Regions from separate parts of the Rattus norvegicus genome. Here region 1 is linked to region 2. The links are chromatin contacts, called in public Hi-C maps. All regions are on one chromosome and are shown on one strand. The core of a region is the stretch at or near the end of the contact, and the rest is flanking DNA. Distances in the headings are between cores, read along the strand shown.

Evidence for each region. Hi-C and Micro-C count contacts between places; a contact is called where the count stands out from the background.
Region 1: a Hi-C map of Schwann cells shows a contact between it and region 2, with 3 times the contacts expected there. The contact joins the promoter of Lsm6 here to the promoter of Zfp827 in region 2. A contact is called at or near these places in 3 of 12 Hi-C or Micro-C datasets (the A7r5 cell line, Schwann cells and mammary epithelial cells) and 1 of 1 datasets of contacts at active chromatin or transcription factors (oligodendrocytes).

The regions. Positions count from the first base shown.
Region 1 is chr19:46,000,901-46,004,449 of GRCr8, reverse strand. Lsm6 (LSM6 homolog, U6 small nuclear RNA and mRNA degradation associated) reads right to left here and starts at 1,858. Exons shown (of 5, transcript NM_001126085.1): 1 at 1,768-1,858; 2 at 755-851.
Region 2 is chr19:45,790,186-45,793,267 of GRCr8, reverse strand. It overlaps Zfp827 (zinc finger protein 827), which reads left to right and starts at 1,806. Exons shown (of 15, transcript NM_001400944.1): 1 at 1,806-2,270. The coding sequence starts at 2,228.

The sequences.
Region 1 (3,549 bases), core at 609-3,108, 210 kb before region 2:
CAGGACTGTGTATACAATACCAAGACTTGAATGAGAACCAGATGATGAGTATACAAACCAATCATCTTTCCGTATCTGTGGGTTTGTTATTTATGAATTCCGCCAACCTTGGCTCACCTGCTAAAATGAAGTTGTAATTACATGTCCAACAGATCTCTCCACTACAGAGACACAGATCTTCCCTTGCCGTCACTCCCTAAGCAATACTCTACTGCAACCACTTCCATTAAATGGCACGTTGTGAGTAATCTAGCCATGGTGTGAAGAACACAGGAAGACCGCACAGGTTATATGCAAACACAGATGAAGCTTGAACATCATGCACTTTTTGGTATTGGGAGGGATAACGGTTGTACCTATCAGAAGTATTTTATCCCAGCAATGAGGAAACTAGAAGCAATCATCAAAATGTTGAAGGGGTTGACATCTAAAAAAATTTTTTTTTCTAGCGCTGGACACAAAAACATGACTTTTCTATTTTCCAGTCCCTCAATCCAAAAGGAGAAAACAAGCCAGGGAGTTAAAAAAAACAAAACAAACAAAACAAAAATCGTTTTTTTTTTTTTTTTTTTGGTTCTTTTTTTTTTTTTTTCGGAGCTGGGGACCGAACCCAGGGCCTTGCGCTTCCTAGGCAAGCGCTCTACCACTGAGCTAAATCCCCAACCCCCAAAAATCGTTTTAAAAAGAAATTCTATTATCTAGTAAGCCACCCTTCAGTGAGAGAAGAGCTGATGTAGTAGTTAAGGGTACTCACTTGGGAGGCAGGAAACCTGAGTTCTAATCTCCTCTGTTACTTAATTAGCATCTCAGGTAACTCATCACCATTTCACTTGTCATGGCCCCAGGCTCATCTGCAAAATAAGGGAGTTAGGCTAGATGGTTACTACTGGCTGTCTCTTCCTGTTCCAGCATTTGACTAATGTGTGCTGTAACATTCGCGTGCACACACACACTGAGCTACATCCGGCAACCTCAAACTCCCAGTAGTTATCAATTCCAAAGAGAGGCTGTGCGTTGCTACTTTAGAAACACAACAGGCACTTTCACGATTTTGAAGAACCAGCGTCATACATACGTGAACCAGATAAATTACCAACACTTAAAAAAAAAAATCAATCTCGCAAAGTGCAAAAACCGTCTATGCTGATGATTGAGGAAAATTCGAGAAATAAAAGTTAAGGCATCACAGTATCGCACGGGATGCGAAAATGAATCAAAAACTCACACCCAAAGGTGTCAGTCAGGGAAACAGCTGAATTATTTGTGAGATCCACGCAATAAAGCAGAGGGCCCAAACAAGACCAAAGAACTTTACAATCACAACTTGTCTCATTTTAATCTAAGTATAGAACTAAGTACTGGTAACTGGTTTAAAAAAGAAATGGTGGTTTTAGCTCAAACAGAAACCGGCCCACACAAGAGAAAGGGAGTTGGTGAGCTGAAGCGTTCAGTAGGGACCATTTCCTCCGCTCGTCCGCGTTTACGACGTTCCGTCGCGCACGGATTCGCGAGTGGAGGAGGCGCCGAAGTCTCGCGCCACGGTAACCTCGGGCGCTCAGTCCAACCGGCGCGAAGCGCGCGCACGACGAGAGCGCGCCCGGCAACGCGAGGCCGCGTGGCCCGGACGAGCGAGCGCCTACTGGGGCGCAGGCCCGGCCACGGCTCGAGCTGCTCCCCGCCAGCCCGGGCCATCCGCGGCCTAGGCTGGCCGCTCCCACCCGGAGCGCTCACCCGCGCCCACCTACCCCTCCCGGGCCGCAAGCTCACCTTACAGCGGGATCCGGAGCCCTCACAGGCCGGGCCTCCGCGGACGCGCGCGCCGAAAACCGAAACCGCCCCCGGCAGCGCATTTTCCCGCCTCACCCAATCAGCGTCCTCCTTGGCTACGGCAACCCGCCGGGATCAAAAAGACTCTATCGCGCTAGCCAGCTTGCGTCTGAGAACCGGCTAGTTTACTGGCATATTTGGCACCTAGAGCTTGAAGTAAACGTCCGATATTCTGATGTTTTCTCTTTTGCCAGAAAATCAAATACTAAAGCAAAACTACCAACCAAAAGCTAGAAGTGATCTTTTGAGGTTTTTTCAAACAGTAAAGAACCTTAAAATCATAGTTGAGTACCCAGAAATAGTCTTAAATAATTTTAAGCAAACAAAAGTTAAAAGCCTCAAACCCTCAAGCTGACTTCTGCATATAAATTAAATGTATGAATAGATTGTTTCCATGGGAATGTTGAAACAAAAATAAATAATAAATAATTCAAAGCGTCTGAATTATAATGGCATCAGTTATAAGAAGACATTACAAATTAGTTTAACTGGAAATTGCATGCAGATACTATTTTAGTGTTGTATGGGAACTTGGTTTGGAATACTGAATGAATTCTTAGTGGATACTTTCTATTTATGGAAGGAAAAGATCACAGGAAGACTTGATTTCTTTTCTTCTACAACCATGATCTCCTTATATTTTAATTTATATCTTAAATTTTAATTCCATTCCCGATGTGTAACCGTCAACAAAGTTAGAATAACTTCAAACAACAGTTACGCATTCCACTAAGTGTTACAGGATCTAGGATGCAGGGCTGTTTTCTGAGACATAAAACGGGTTCCCCCTCTCTAAGTGCCTTTGATTGATATCCCGGAGAGAGAACAACAGCGTGAGACTTGGTAAAGAACAGGAGCATCCTCCCATCTGTCTGTAAAATTCTAGTTGATGTCAAGATGAAACAATTACAGACCTCGATGAAACAGCACTTTAGGCTCTTGAAATATAAAATTAGGAACATAAGTAAAGTTACATTTAAAGAAGGAGTATGCTATGCCCTGTGCCTAAAATAAACTGCTTTATAAGTCAAATTAGGGGCTAAGGATTTAGCTCAGTTGATGCATGTTTAGTGTGCACGGACGTCTCTGGTGCCACAGTGGTAGGCATCCCGGTGCACACCAGTAACCCTAGCACCTAGGCATGAGTGCAGGAAGCTCAGTAATTCAAGGTCATCCTCACTACAAAATGAGTTTGAGATCAGCCTGGACTACTTGAGATCAAATTGTATTACATACTGCATTTCTCAGTGATCGGAATTATGATATGTGTAGTATACAGTAGACTGAGCTAGGTGGGTAGAGACTGATACAAGCATAGCTGCTGTCACCTTGCTGTCACCTTACCACAGAGCTGTGGTGCAGACAGTCTTGCCGGTGACCAGGCAGCGAGAAGAGTTTTGGGGGCCTGGTTCATCTGCAGAATACTTGCTACTGTCTTTTAGGAGACAGGTCTATAAAGTCCCAAGGCAGCAAATGGTTGGCCAACAAGTGAATAAATCTGTGGTTAGTCTAAGAAACTTCCCAGCAGCTTAGAGCTGGTCTTTACCAAAACACCAGACAGCTTTCCACATTCCGCATGTGCACTTGCCAGCAACTTTTACTGTGTTTACAAGAAAAACTTGTGCAAGATGTCTCCCAGATTCCTGTTCAAAAGCCAGTCTTTAAAATCCTGTGCATAACGTTAATTTATTAGGGAGAGTTTTTAACATTGTAAAAATAATT
Region 2 (3,082 bases), core at 557-3,056:
TGCTAGGATCAAAGGCATTGGTCACCATGTCTGATTTTAACTACCATTTAAAAACATTTTCTTTTTGGAATTGGTTTCAGGTTAATGTTCCAGTTTGAACTTAATTGTTTTATGTGGCACTTGTTTCGGCCGGCACTTAAGCCTGCTTCAAGTAACATCACAATCTTGAGGTGACAAATATGTTGGTAGGCATCAACAAGAAGGGGTTCATCTTGAGAATTCACTATGAAAGCCATCTTTTGGGAGACACAGTCTCCTTTACAATTTCCTAGTGAAAACTGTATAAAGCTATTGTCATTTAAAAAGGAAACGTAACCAAACCCCCCAAGTGTCTGTCCTTAACACCACTGGAGACTTCTAAGTCTCATCAGTCACTCATGTCACCTGATAGAATGCCATTTTAAACTTCTGTGTCTTCACTATGCTCCGCCTTCTTCGATGAAAATACCTATTTAAAAATTGGTAGGAAAATATTTAACATAATAGGTTGATGAGTCGAGGTTTTTTTAAGCTCAAATGGGAAGATGTAGTTTAAATAATGCACCTTTTTCTTTTTAGCTCTGACTCATGACATATAATGTATTCCACCAAGTTCAAAGTTTCCCCTCACAAAGAGTTTTATGAAACAGCTCTTCTTCAGGCCATTTTTTTTTACTTCAATTATAGTAGCAGATTTTGGAGTTTTAAATCATTAACAACCTCCCAGTGAACTTCTATCCACATGGCTTACAGTCAGAGAGAGAGAGAGAACTGTTCCCTTTGCCGAGTATCTTTTGTGAGGAGACGCATCCTTTTCTGTTTTTCCTCTTTATGTGGCTCTTTGAAGCAGGATGTGAGATTTCTGAAGTAATGAAAGTGTGTGGCTTAATGAAAACTGTTGTAGGAGCTCAAACTGCACACTAGAACGGCTTGGGGGTAAGCCTCAGCTACCTGGGTTGCAGGAGTGGGGAAAAGTGAATTACAGAAGTCAGGATCACTGTGTGCACTGTAGGAATATCTTGGCAGTCAAGTCAACCCTCCGGGTGACCTAATCTTAGTTTCCCTCTTTCTTAAGGACCTGTAATTTTTGTTTAGGCTGAATTTTCAAGTGTTAACTCCACCAGACCCTCCAAACTAGTGCATCCATTCCACCCATCCGCTGATCCTACACTATGCTATCTTTTATTTTTATTTTATTTTATTTTTAAAGATTTATTTTCATTGGCTGTTTCAAGATCGTGTGCGAGAGTCTGTTATCCTCCAGACTCAAGGTGATGGGGCGAGAGAGTCAATCTTTCAGTTACAAAAGCCTGGGGAATTTTATACAGAACCAAACGTAGTTTAATACACAAAAGAAAGTGGTTAGTGCAACCTATTTCCTTAAAAAAAAAATCTGTAAAATAATGTTTCAAGAGCGGGGGGGGGGTAACTTTTCCACCCCCCCTTGATTGGGCGACTAGCGGGATAAATTCGAAGAAGTCCATCCCACCCCCGCACGCGCGCCCCCCATTCTTTCCAGACAGAGCAGTTGTAAATGCGAGGCTGAGTCCGCCCTGAGAGCCTTAGGGCACCTTCCTCTTTGCTGAGTGTGTGTGTGTGTGTGTGTGTGTGTGTGTGTGTGTGTGTGTGTGTGTGTGTGTGTGTGTGGTGTGCGCGCGCGCGTGTGTGTCTAGCTCTCGCTCTTTCCCTCAGTCTGTGCCTCTGTGTGTGTGTGTGTGTGTGTGTGTGTGTGTGTGAGTGTGTGTGTGACAGAGAGAGAGAGCGCGAGAGGAGAGCGAGAGAGCGAGCTGCGAGCTGTGCTGCCGCCGCCGCTGCCCTTTGATCCCGACATTAGTGTTAGGGGCTCGGAGACACAGCGCGCGGCCATAGACACCGCCGCACCGGCGCTCATTTATTTATACCTCCCATCACACGCGAGCACAGGACACACACACACTCACACCTATTAGATCCGTTTCCATTGAAGAATATTACGCTCGGGGACAAGCCAGGTGCACGACCAAAAAAAAATTTTTTTAAAAAAAGGAAAAAAAAAAAAAGAAAGAAAGAAAGGAAAGAAAAGAAGAAAACCCCTCTTCTGGCTCCAGGAAACAAGCTTCAACCCATTGCACACACCGGAGAGAAGGGGTTTCCCCCTGCCCGCCCCCCAACTACCTCCCCGCTCCTGCCAGTGTCTGCCTGTCTGCCCCCACGGGGGTTTATTTGATCTCACATTAACCAAGGAGGAGAATGTGAGAAAAGGGGGAAAATGCCCAGGAGGAAGCAGGAGCAGCCCAAGCGCCTTCCCTCACGTAAGTCATCCCTTCTCCACCTCCTCTCGTGCCATTTTCTCGCCCTCCCTCTCCTCTTTCCCCTCCGCAGCCTCCGCCGTTGTTTTCTGCATTAGTTTAGGGTTACAGAGGTGAAACTGACAAAGACACAGCCAGGGTTACTCCTCGTTTAGGTCTATGCCGAGGCAGCCATGTTGGTGATGATCAGCCCCGTGCCCTTTCTATTCTCTCTCTCTCTCTTTTTCTTTCTTTCGCTCGCCCCCCTCTTTTTTTTTCCTTGAGATCGGGCTTTTCCCCCCTTTCCCTCCCCCTCCTCACTCCGGGTTGCGGGGGAGGGGGCGAGAGGAGGGAGGAGGGGAGTAGTGTGGATGCCGGGTTTTTGTCGCGGGTGGGGGGAGGTGGGAGAGGTTGCAATCTTGAAAAAAAATAAGAAATTCCGTGTGGATCCCGGTGCACGGGTGTGCGGGGTTGGGGCGCGCGCCGGGCCGAGGCCGTGACATGGCGATTGGGGGGTGTCAGGGCGAGGGCTTGCGGCCGCCCGCCGGGCTGGGGACCGGAGAGGTCGGTCTCCGGCTAAAGGTTGCGCCGGGGTGGGTCGGCCCCGGAGCCGCGGGCGGCTAGAGCTGGAGGCGGAGGTGGAGGCGGCGGCGGAGGGGGAGCCAGGGGCGGTCGAGGAGGGTGTGGGGGCGCCGGGGGGCGCGGGCGGCCGATCGGGGGGCGAGGCCGGGCAGCCGAGCGGATGTGGGGTGCGGGAGCCGCGCCGAGGCTGAGGCGAGGCAGCCAGGGCGGCGCGCGGCGCGCGAGGTCCCTGCAGAGCCCAGGGGAGGGCGGAG